Linked DNA regions of Zea mays: regions 1, 3 and 4 are each linked to region 2. The links are chromatin contacts, called in public Hi-C maps. All regions are on one chromosome and are shown on one strand. Each heading gives the region's core, a stretch centred on a gene start, on an enhancer-like site or on the middle of the called end of the contact. The rest is flanking DNA. Distances are from core to core; before and after follow the strand shown. Region 1 holds the start of LOC100501364 (Core-2/I-branching beta-16-N-acetylglucosaminyltransferase family protein). Region 2 holds the start of LOC542170 (putative ubiquitin-conjugating enzyme family). Region 3 holds the start of LOC100501494. Region 4 has its middle 21 kb from the start of LOC100501494.

Region 1 (2,700 bases), core at 9-2,508, 380 kb after region 2:
TGTAATTATTTATTTTGTATAGAACTCCTATTATATAGTAAAGATGTGACATTCGATCATGTGCCATGATTCATCATATGTGTGAGACTTGGTCCCAGCACACCTGGTGATTATGTTCGCGCCCGGGTCTTGGTGCCCCGAAACCCAGGTGTGACACAGACCCAACAGGCGCGCCGCCTGCTGGATGACCTTGACGCCGTCTGCCAGCGGATGGGACGGGACGCATTAAATGCTGAGAGGGCACGTCGCCCGTCAGTGCAGTGGCAGGCATCGCGTCCTTTCCTCAATAAATGCAGGGGCTGCATGACTTCACGTCAGGCTCGGTCCGATAGCTTATGTCATGGGCCACAAGCAGCGGGTCTCCGCCTGAGCGGGAACTGAAGGGCAAGGCCCGGACACGTGTCAGCACCGGACCCCTGCTCATACCAGGGTCCTCCTCGTTCCGGGACCCTGCTGAGGTTCGGACATAACCGGAGGCTCCGGACTTATATGTATAGGGGTCCGGTGTCCTTCTGAGGGGGTCCAGACTTACTGGGATGTGTTATCTTTTCTTGCCATGTGGCGTCCTTTGGCCTGCCCATGCGGTGGGGTCAGGCGTCGTCCCCCGTCTGGCTAGGAGACGTCGTATGAGTGCGGCGTCTTCATGCTGTAAAAGAGGGTACCCCTGATTTAGGGTACCGACATTTCCTATTCTGTATCATGTCATGCACTAAATTTTTATTATAATTTTAACAAGTAAATTGACTAACTTGGATAAAAAGTTTCATGGGGCGGGTACACAGGATGGTTTCCCGTCCACGCGAACCCGACAGAGATTTAAATTTCCCCCATTTAGATCCCCACGGGGACTAAATTAGTCTCATACCCGTTCCCTAAGGTCTAGTTTGGTAACCCAATTTTCCTAAGTGATTATCATTTTCTTAAAGGAAAATGAACTAATTTTTCTTGGGAAAATGAGGTTTTTAAAGTAACCCTAAGGACTAGTTTGGGAACAAGAAAACAGGAGGAGAAAGGAGAGGCTAGATTGTCCTTCTTATTTCAAATTGAATAAGAAGAGGAATTAGCTATCTAATCCACACCGGTTTTATGGCTTTCAAACTAGTTTTAATAGGAAAATTCCCCGCGGCAAAACGGGGGATCGAGTCCTATTGCCATCTATATGGTCGCAAGAGAAATTTGATTGCACAATCGTTTTTACCAAGTAAAAAAAATCTTTTTATATATATAGGTGCAAAACCTCTTCTCGGCTTCGAGGGAGTCAAGCAGAAGCAGAAGCGCTGAAGCAGCGCGTTTGCAGACTGCAAAGACCCCTGTGAATTTGTGATGTACTGAGGTGTTGTCCAGCCAACAGTCCTTGCTCCCAAGATTCTTCCGTACTCCCCCCTCCATCGGACCATCCTCTACCATAGATCTCCCGAACTCCGCCGTAATCGGGACGAATCCCGCGCGTGCTCTTGCTCCCTGTCGTTCTCCGCGGCCGGCGCGAGCTGCCGGTGGTTCGTTGCCGTCGACCTCGTCTGGCCGCTCCTCTGCCCTGCCAGCTGCCGGATTCCTGCTGCTGGACTGGATTGCTGCGCGTGGAGTCGTGAGTATAGCTCCATCTATCCTGACTGATACGGATCGACCTCTCCTCTCGTGGGTAAGTGACTCGAGCTTTGCCTCTCTCTTGGAGGTCGTCTTCTTTCTGCGGCTGCTAGCAGTCAAGTTCGAAATTTTATTGCCCGGTTAGCTGTGGGCTCATGTGCTGCGTGGTGTCCTTGTTATCGAGCGAGAACCCATCTAGAATCTTGCCTAGGGTTTTCAGTGCCTCAAACCAAGTTGCGCCCGTGCCATTTTGGAGTTCGTTCCCTGACAATTGGTTGGCGAGGTTTAGGGAGGGTGTTGTGATACTCTGTGGAAAAAAATGATGAGTGACCGTGTGGACATGTAAGTACTTGAACATAGACAGTGAGGATAATTTAGCTTAAAATTTGTGCAGGTCATACGAACCAACAAACAACAAGGAACCAAAAAAAAAAGAGTTAAGGCAGTATACATGCTTAGAGAGCTTGCATTTCGTATTATCCCTATTAGCTTGTAGTTCATTTGTGGATAGGCACATTTATTTATATACACATAGTTCTGTTCAAACATAGTGCACTATCAATCAGTTTCTGAACTGATGTGTGTCTTTGAAATGACTCCATCTTCTATACATGTCATTTTGTTATACAATATGGATTGTTATTCGAAACATGAACTGTTTTGCAATGCACAAAAAAAAACGTGCAGTTAGCTGAAAGCCTGAAGGCATTAAACTAAAATGTTTCGTTTCCCTGTGTTTTCCAGGTTTTTGGGTTTTCATCAGTTCTATCAGAGGAGTGCTTATGGATGATTGCATGGCTGTAGCTAGCTAGGCCCTGCTTTCCTGTTTGTAAAGATACATCATGGCACCACGCAGTAGGGCTCCATCTAGAAGGCCTCTCTGGTTCATTGTCTTGGTTGCCTTTGTCTGTGTAGTAGCCATTGGAGCCTATCTTTATACTCCACAGCATTACACAGCCTGTTATCTGGTACCATCAGAAGCCTGCAATTCTCGGCCTCCTCCAGAACCTGCTAGGGTATACACTGATGATGAGATTGCTGCTCGTGTTATCATGAGAGACATCATTCGGGCTCGGCCAGTGCAGTCAAAGAACACAAAAATTGCTTTCATGTTCT
Region 2 (2,763 bases), core at 99-2,598:
GACATGATTGTAATTTGTAAATAAAAAGAGTTAAAAAAGTGAAATATTAGATGAAAATTTAGATCAGCACTGAAAGTTCATGAAACCATCAGATGTTGATTTGTTTCAACATCTTTTCATCCTTGCATTTACTTAAGAAGATGCTAGCTTGCCTAGTTCCATATAACTGTTTGTACCTCTGTGTTGGAATTGGAAATTGACAAATACTCACCAAATTAGCATACGAAAGGAAAAACATGCTCAAAATTCAAAACTATGTCTAACCTTAACCATGCTCTGCCGAGCGCAGGTTATGAATGTATGACTAAATCAAGTCTATTAGGAAAGAACACACGGCATGGTTATGAGCAAGGTTATTAAAACAATAAAACGTTGGAACGCTCATGGGTGAAATTTTGACTTTTAAACGTTTGAACTTTGTTTAAACGTAGTTTTAAACAACATAGGAAAAATACCAATACATTATAATTTCAGACAATAATATGAAGTTAAATACCAAAATAGAGAGGCTAGTGGCTTACCAAAACTTCACCTATGAGCTGGATTAAACCTCGAAAGTAACTAATAGACTAGGCTCAAAAGTAGTTAATGGTCTAAAATGCATAAAACACTGCGTTTTACAGTTTAGAACGCCAAAACGCACGTGGTTTCAACCTCTAATTAGAGTTTTGACGTTTAAACATAGTTTAAACATCGTTTAAACGTAGTTTTAATAACACTGGTTATGAGAATAATGAATCTAGTTATCTTCTGCCTTAATTTTTTAAAGAAATAAGATACTGATCATATCCAACTTACTAAAGTACATGCGGATTACTGTTGTTTTGCATCGTTCAAACCGACGACATATTTTCAGAGTTACACCAGCAGACTAAGAGAGGCAGGTTTACCTTGCCGCTTCAGAACGGAGCTCGCTGGAGGAGCGTGGAACGGCCTCCTTGCTTGCACTAAGAGACCTGCAGAGAGGAAGAAACGGTGAGGATGGAGAGGATCCGTGCGGCTAGCGGAGGGCCACCCCTCTCCCTGTTTAAAAACAGGAAGGCAGTGGAGGAGGAGTGCGCGCAAAGAAGCAAGGGGAGGGGAGCAGCCATCGTCGCAGAAGGCGCGGGATCCGGCCCCCGGATCCATGAATTGCGTCCGCGCACCGAAGAACGACGATGAGAAGCCGAAGGAGGGTCGCGCACCCAAAACCGATGGGACCGGAGAAGTTGCGCCGCGTAGACTCACCCGGAAACGGCAGAGGGGAACGGTTTTTCGCCGGTGGGCGAGAGGACGAGGCCTCTACAGGCGGCGGGAGTACGAACGGAGGCGTCCGCGTGCGTCGGTCGGCAGGTGGAAGGAAAGCGTCTCGGCGGCACTAGAGAAAACGACAAACATGTGCCGGATATTCATCCGTTCTAACGAGCTCAGGCATGTTTGGTTCAGCTTTTTTTACCAGCTTTTCTGAGAATTTGGCTGTGGGTAGAATCTGGCTGTGGAGAGAATCTATGTATTATTAGGATTACGTGTGGAGGAAGATAAAGGTGTCCATATGACTCAGGATATAAAAAGTGACGGATTACTACTATTGCAACGACTCAACCGATTATGTGTTTATGTTGATTTTAAATGGTTTTTACCCAAACGAAGTTTATAGAAGCTGACTGAAAAGCTGAGCGTTTGGCAGTCCGCAGCAGCTTTTGGTGGCCAGAAGCTCCAAAAAGCTGAAACAAACAGGGGCAAAAATGTATTCCGTGTTCGAATCTAAATAATTAAAATTTAATTTCCAGCGAATCTACATCTACATCTACATCACTCAATAAGACTCTAGGGTGGACGTCCACATAGTACCAATGCCCCCGCCCCATACCTTCGCCCGGATTATTGTCATCGGTCCTCCCCCACGTCGCGTCCTTCGCTCTAGATTATCGATGTCTGTCCTCCCCCCTTACCGTGCCCTTCACTCGAGGAGCTTTTTGCCATTACAATATTTTTTATATCAGGTTTCTCTCTTCTAATACTTGCAATTTTATCTTCTTTATAATATTACTCATAAGTGAGTCTATTCTTTAAAATGGTATTCTAACCCATTTTTAATTGTTTTTATTCTATTTTTTATTTTCATCACCTAAATTAACCATGTTACTCTATCAGTTCTAGTATGAATTTAATAAACTCACAAATAAACTACAAGTTGTTAATGTATGTATCTTGCTTGCTTGGATGTTATTGGCTGGATGAGGCCAGAGAGTCAAGAGCAACTGTTTGAACTTTCTTATCAGGTAGATAGTGTTCTTGTATGTTAATTTTATTTGGCATGAAGATGGAAAACGAATGACATACAAGAGGATCGTTTGGAGCTAGTCAGCCAGGCCAAGTGAATGATAGCTACTGTCCTATAATCAAACTGGTCCTAATAATAAACATATATTTGGGAACTATAACTGCGATAGCTAATAGGAGGCATGCGTTAGAGAATCGTGATGAACAGAGATGCAAAGGGAGAAAGTAAAACCGGAAAAGTAGTGAATACAATTAATTTAAGTGGTGATAAATAACAAAAGAAAATAAAAATGATTAAAAAGGGATTGGAGTACTTTTTTAAAGGATATATTCACTTATGAATACTATTATAAAGAAGTTAAAATCATAATACTAAAAGAGAGAAGCCTAATAAAACAAATATCGTAATAGCAAAAATCTCTCACTCGAGATTGCCGTTGTTCGTCCTCCCCCATGCCACGCCACACCACACTCACCCATTCCCTTCTCCCGTCAGCCTCG
Region 3 (2,768 bases), core at 131-2,630, 320 kb after region 2:
TTGAATATCACTATCAATGTTTCACTGCCTACTACTCTCTGTTATGTGTGAGAGCGAATATTGTCTTACTGTTGAATATTAAATATTGATTCACTTTTTCACTGTTGAATGTTAAATCTTGCTCTCTTGAATATTAAATATCCTACTCTACTACCGTTGAATATTGTTTCACTGTTTTGGGTAGTTTGCTATTACCCGAACTCGTACCCGAAATTACGGGTACCCAAAATTACGGGTACCCGAAATTACGGGTAAGAGTTCGGGTATAGATGTTAGAAGGCCGAAATATAAAAAACCCAAAAAATCCGGCCCAAAATACCGGGTAAACCCGAACGCCCAGCCCTACTTACGCTCCTGCATGACTGATGGCCCGTGGATGTATCCTGGAAGTACTGTTCTAGGGAGGACGACTAAGGGCATAGCCAAATTCTGTATCTTAACAGATATCAAGGAATAAGTGTAAAAAAAAGAGACAGTATCTTAATGAATGAACGTTTCTAACACGGTTCTCTAAGTTTACACATAGTTATGTCCATACAACTCATATAAATAAGTCGTATCTTTAAACTTAAATACATTGAGTTTATGAATGAGTTTCGTAGATGTATTTAGCGCTTAAAGAACCACAGTATAATATCTAGATTGTACATGCGTCGTTGTCATCCATCCATACAATAAAAAAGATGGGAGGTAAATAACCGGACAGATGAAACAGCTGCTCGTCCCATGTGTGTCCGTCGCTACTGTCTGTCCTCCCTCCCCGTCCCCGCCGGGGCACGGTGCGTGTGACTGGGCGTGCGAAACGTGATGCACGCGAGGCGTACGTGCCTGTGCTTGTGCGGCACCTTGTTGTGTACAAAAAGGCTGTCACGAAATAAAAGCATGGCGTATCCGTCACTCAACCTCCGGACTCGAATTCTCAAGGGGGAAAAAAGGCCATCCCATCTCTCTATGGGATTCTTTGTTTGGGATTATATATATGCACACACATATAAAGGAGTACATATAAAGCAGTAATAATATTTATAACACTAGATAATAACTACACATTATCCTGCAGTATATTTTTCTGTCAAAATATTCGTGCTAACCCGTAGATGTCACGGCACCGTACGTGGAGTTGATCCATGCCGATGACGACGGACGGATGCATGGGGTAGAAGGTGTGGATGGACGACTCATGCGTATCACCCGCCGTCTGGACGAGTCCGATCCGCCACCTTTGCATCCGTTTTTTTTGGAAAAAAATTTGTTGCAGCCGGCCTGAATTTTTTTTTCTTTTTTTTGGGTGCGGGGGAGGGCCTCCTAGCACGACACGGCACGGAGCGTCGTCGATGATAATATATATACTCAAGACGACCGACCGATCGAGAGCCGCGTACGTCACGTGCCGCGCGCCACGCCATGCCATGCCATGGCATGGCATTGCCAGTGCCAACTGCCAAGCCAAAGCCACGCACGCGTCCGTTTCACCGTCCGGCGGCCTGGCCTCCGCTGCCGTCTCCGCAACTTACCACCACCGGTGCCGCCAGTGCGCTGTGTGTGTGCCTCACGCGTCGGCACCCACCCACCAGTCCACCACCACCACCCGCTCCAGTCACAGCGAGCGAGCGAGCGCGGGCCATGGCCGAGTCCATCCATAAATACCCGCCCTCCAGCTTCCCAGTTCCCACTCCTCTCTCCTTTCCCCTCCGCTTCCGCAGACGGCCAGGCCAACGCAACCGCTCCTGCCATCCGCACCAGTCCCCCCCTCCCCTCCCTCCCGGACTCACCCGGCCGCCAGCGGGGTAAGTCGCCGGCGGGCTTTCTTTGCATGTTTATTTATGTAACCCGGCCCGGCCGAAACAAAACCCCCGGCCGCGCGCACGCCAAGATTGCTGCCCCCACCCCCCTGGCCTCCGCTCAAACCACCGCTCGACTTCTCCTCGTGTAGGTTTGGCCGCTTCCTCCTCCTCTGCGGCGGGAGCGGGACAACAGACACAGGGGCACAGAGGAACCGGCGCGGGGCGGCGCAATGGGGGACGCTGCGGCGGCGGGGACCCTGCACAAGAGCTACTTCGACGTGCTGGGGATCTGCTGCCCCTCCGAGGTGCCCCTCGTCGAGAAGCTGCTGCGGCCGCTGCCCGGCGTGCGCACCGTCACCGTCATCGTCCCGTCCCGCACCGTCATCGTGCTCCACGACGCCGCCGCCACCTCGCCCGCGCAAATCGGTACGCCACGCCACGGCCACGCCCTTCCCCTTCAGTCTTTCTTCTTCTTGTTCTGCAACCACCGACCGTCGTTCCGTTTCCGCCTCGCCACGCCACGCCACGCGCGCCGGTGTCTGGCTCCTCGCTCGCCCCTACCTCTTCGCCGCCGGAGACGCGGCCGGACCGCCGGACTTGGACTACTGCTACCTAGTACTAGTCCCCGGCCGCAGCCCGCTGCCTCCCCGCCCGACTCCACCTGCACATACGGCCGACGAACGACGTTATTAATAAATCAATCATAGCCGCGGCCGCCGACGCCGACGCCAATCCCACACGACACGCAATCCTGCGCGTTTTCCACCACCACTCCTCCTCCTCCTAGCCCTAGAATAAAATCACACACGCACAACAACAACAAAAAAGAAAAAGGCAGAAAAATGATCGTACTCTTTGTTCATGCCTAAGCAGCAAGAGCATCCGGGCTGGGAATATGTTTACCAATGCAGGGGATCACGCCAAAAGATCGTTCCTTTGCAAAGCGACACGCAAAGAAGCTCGTCTTTTTATCCCTTCCTCCTT
Region 4 (2,700 bases), core at 178-2,677, 300 kb after region 2:
CATATACAACCTATGTGAAATAAAGGCTCATGCTAGATATATATGTTACCTTTTTAGAATACGGTTGTTGTTGTGGTTTGTCAATAATTAGTGCAGGTGGCTAGTAAAAGTTTTACTAATGTAGTCTACGTGTTGATTAAAACTAACTGACCGTGATTTAAACTGTGTAGGATGTGTCTGTGCCAGAAGTGCTTTTTTTAAAAACGATTGTGCCGGTCCGATCAGCGCCGGCCCTAAGGGCGGGCGGGCGAACGGGGCGGCCGCACCGGGTCCCTCATCTTCGAGGGCCCCATCCATTCGACGCCATATATATATATATATATATATATATATATATATATATATATATATATATATATATATATATATATATATATATATAATCAAATATGAAATACATTTGGTTAATTCTTAACTAATTGGTTCTACTCGTACTAGAGGTAAGAGCTCGTGATTGTACGTCCAATGTGCCTATCAAGGGTGCGAGAGGCGAGACGCCTTAGACAACAACGCAAGATAACATGGTGTGAATGATCATGAGCCTAAATTTAATTCATCTCCTACTAAAAATGGTAATATTAAAGAACAACCAAATTTTATTGAGTGTTTATATTGATATGAATGTTTTTAAATGTTTCTTAAGTACTTATATTAATATTTTATACATTAAAAAATAATTGTATGGGTCTCTATTTAAATTTTGCCCCGGGTCTCTAAAATCTGAGGGCCGCCACTGGACGCGATGCAATGATTTTGAAACGTGATAAAAGCTTGCTTTATTGAGAACAACATATAAAGCGTCTAAAGTGGTGGTGGTTCTAAATTTGCAGGAGTATTTATTTAGAAATATTCTCTCACCACCTTTTTCAATGTATGTTTGATCCAGCTTTTTTGTGAGTGGCTTTCATGAGAATCTGACTGTGGGGAAATTTTGGCTGTGGAGAAAATCTAAGTATCATAGAAATTATGTACAGAGAAGGATGAAGATATCTATAAAGTTTAAAAATCTAAAAATAATAGATTCTTACTATTATAATGATTTGATTGACTATGTGTTTATGTTGCTTTTTTGTGGTTTTTATCCAACCGATTTTTTATAGAAACCGGCCGAAAAACTAAACGTTTTACGGTTTACGATAGTTTTTGGTGGCCATAAACCGAAAAAAAAAACTGAAACAAACGTTACGTCAATCTCATCGTCCAGGGCTGCTTCATTGCCTGCTGGACCTTCCATCTCTAAACCGACTCGACGTGAGACTAGCTAGATGAGTACTGTAAGCTGTTGCTCTCCACGTGCATGCGCACCATACTATTTGGGAATTGGGAGCTGCCGGATTCCCTCTCAGCTGGCGCTGCTGCATGCATGCTAGCTGCGGGCATGGCCGGCCGCTCACGATATCCCTGTCGGCTTTGTCCTTGTCGTCTCTCTGACACTGCACGAAGAGCTAGCCGGCGACGTCCCAGCTGACACGTACGATGCCTCACCCGTACTCCGACTCCTACCTTGTTGTACTGCCTTTCGTCTCTCTTTGCTGGTCGCCATCATAACTAACCCGCCTGCCACGCCACGCTAGCTAGCTATGCCTGATTTAGCTAGTTAGCTTACTATTCACTCATCTAGCAGTCGAGCAGAATCATGGATGAAATCACCTTCACTGGATGTATACACAACAAACCTAATGGAAAGTTTGTTTGATAAACTTCCAAATAGATCTGGTTTAACAACCTCAAAATCACACGTCGGTAAGGATCTCTAAACCATCATGACAAGTTGTACTATCAAATGTCCCGTGGGGCCTGCGGGCTGCCTTACAAGTGCTTGGGCATATAATTAATGCTCTAAAGACTTAGCTTTATCGATGTGTCCAGGCACACCCGCCCATTGGCGGGAGGGCCATTCTTAGGTTAGAGCTGGGCTAAAAAAAACTAGAGGCTTGCGAGCTGGCTCGAGCTTAGGACGTCTCATCTCGAAGTGTTACGAGTTGAGTCGGGTTTTCGAACTCGTTAGTTCAACGAGCCGAGTCGGTTCCTTCTGACTCGCTAGTTATGCAAAATTAGTTAAACTATATAATAATGATAATGTTAGATAATTTAACTTCTAATGTTTAATAATGATTATATTTTTCACATCTATATTATTATTTGACGGCAAACGGTTCTTTTAGAGTTCATTCCATGTATAGGAGGCTAATAACTAATGGAATGTTGCGTGGCACAAACATATTTGGAAGGCTAAGATGTCTTTGAAGATTAAAATCTTCATGTGGTATTTACATCGTGCACCAAAGATAATCTACTCAAGCATAATTGGAAAGGCAATGCAAAATGTTCTTTTTGTAATCAAAATGAGACAATTGATCATCTTTTTTTCCATTGCCAACTTGCTAAATTTATTTAGCGCTTGGTTCGGATTAGATATGGCATTCGTTCACCAAACAATATTAGACATATCTTTGGTTCTTGGATAACCGGATTGGATAATACAATGAGAAGATACTTTATTCTTGCAGCCTCGGCAATATGTTGGGCAATTTGATAATGCTCTAATAAAAACTTCTTTGCAGGTGGTTTTTCGGGCTATGCATTGGCTCCAGTTCTGGGCTCAACTACAACATAGGGATGAAGATCAATAACTAATAAACATGGCATGTCGTAATATGGAGGAGTTGATGATACACACGTTTAGACATCATGGATGGG

What was found. Hi-C and Micro-C count contacts between places; a contact is called where the count stands out from the background.
Region 1: a Hi-C map of leaf shows a contact between it and region 2, with 6 times the contacts expected there. The contact joins the promoter of LOC100501364 here to the promoter of LOC542170 in region 2. A contact is called at or near these places in 7 of 25 Hi-C or Micro-C datasets (bundle sheath, ear, endosperm and 2 more).
Region 3: a Hi-C map of ear shows a contact between it and region 2, with 6 times the contacts expected there. The contact joins the promoter of LOC100501494 here to the promoter of LOC542170 in region 2. A contact is called at or near these places in 10 of 25 Hi-C or Micro-C datasets (bundle sheath, ear, leaf and 2 more) and 1 of 3 datasets of contacts at active chromatin or transcription factors (leaf).
Region 4: a Hi-C map of ear shows a contact between it and region 2, with 3 times the contacts expected there. The contact joins the enhancer-like site here to the promoter of LOC542170 in region 2. A contact is called at or near these places in 2 of 25 Hi-C or Micro-C datasets (ear and tassel).

The regions. Positions count from the first base shown.
Region 1 is chr5:58,221,170-58,223,869 of Zm-B73-REFERENCE-NAM-5.0, reverse strand. It overlaps LOC100501364 (Core-2/I-branching beta-16-N-acetylglucosaminyltransferase family protein), which reads left to right and starts at 1,258. Exons shown (of 11, transcript NM_001353545.1): 1 at 1,258-1,639; 2 at 2,329-2,700. The coding sequence starts at 2,427.
Region 2 is chr5:58,597,559-58,600,321 of Zm-B73-REFERENCE-NAM-5.0, reverse strand. LOC542170 (putative ubiquitin-conjugating enzyme family) reads right to left here and starts at 1,348. Exons shown (of 7, transcript NM_001111791.2): 1 at 1,228-1,348; 2 at 891-956.
Region 3 is chr5:58,274,517-58,277,284 of Zm-B73-REFERENCE-NAM-5.0, reverse strand. LOC100501494 reads left to right here and starts at 1,380. Exons shown (of 10, transcript XM_020537505.2): 1 at 1,380-1,787; 2 at 1,934-2,210. The coding sequence starts at 2,015.
Region 4 is chr5:58,295,453-58,298,152 of Zm-B73-REFERENCE-NAM-5.0, reverse strand. No RefSeq gene overlaps it. Among protein-coding and RNA genes, the nearest start is that of LOC100501494, 21 kb to the right of the region's middle. Within about 2 kb of position 1,427, at least 16 of the 20 cell types and tissues checked have an H3K27ac peak or open chromatin away from gene starts, as enhancers often do. A contact at or near this core is called in ear and tassel, where this site is marked.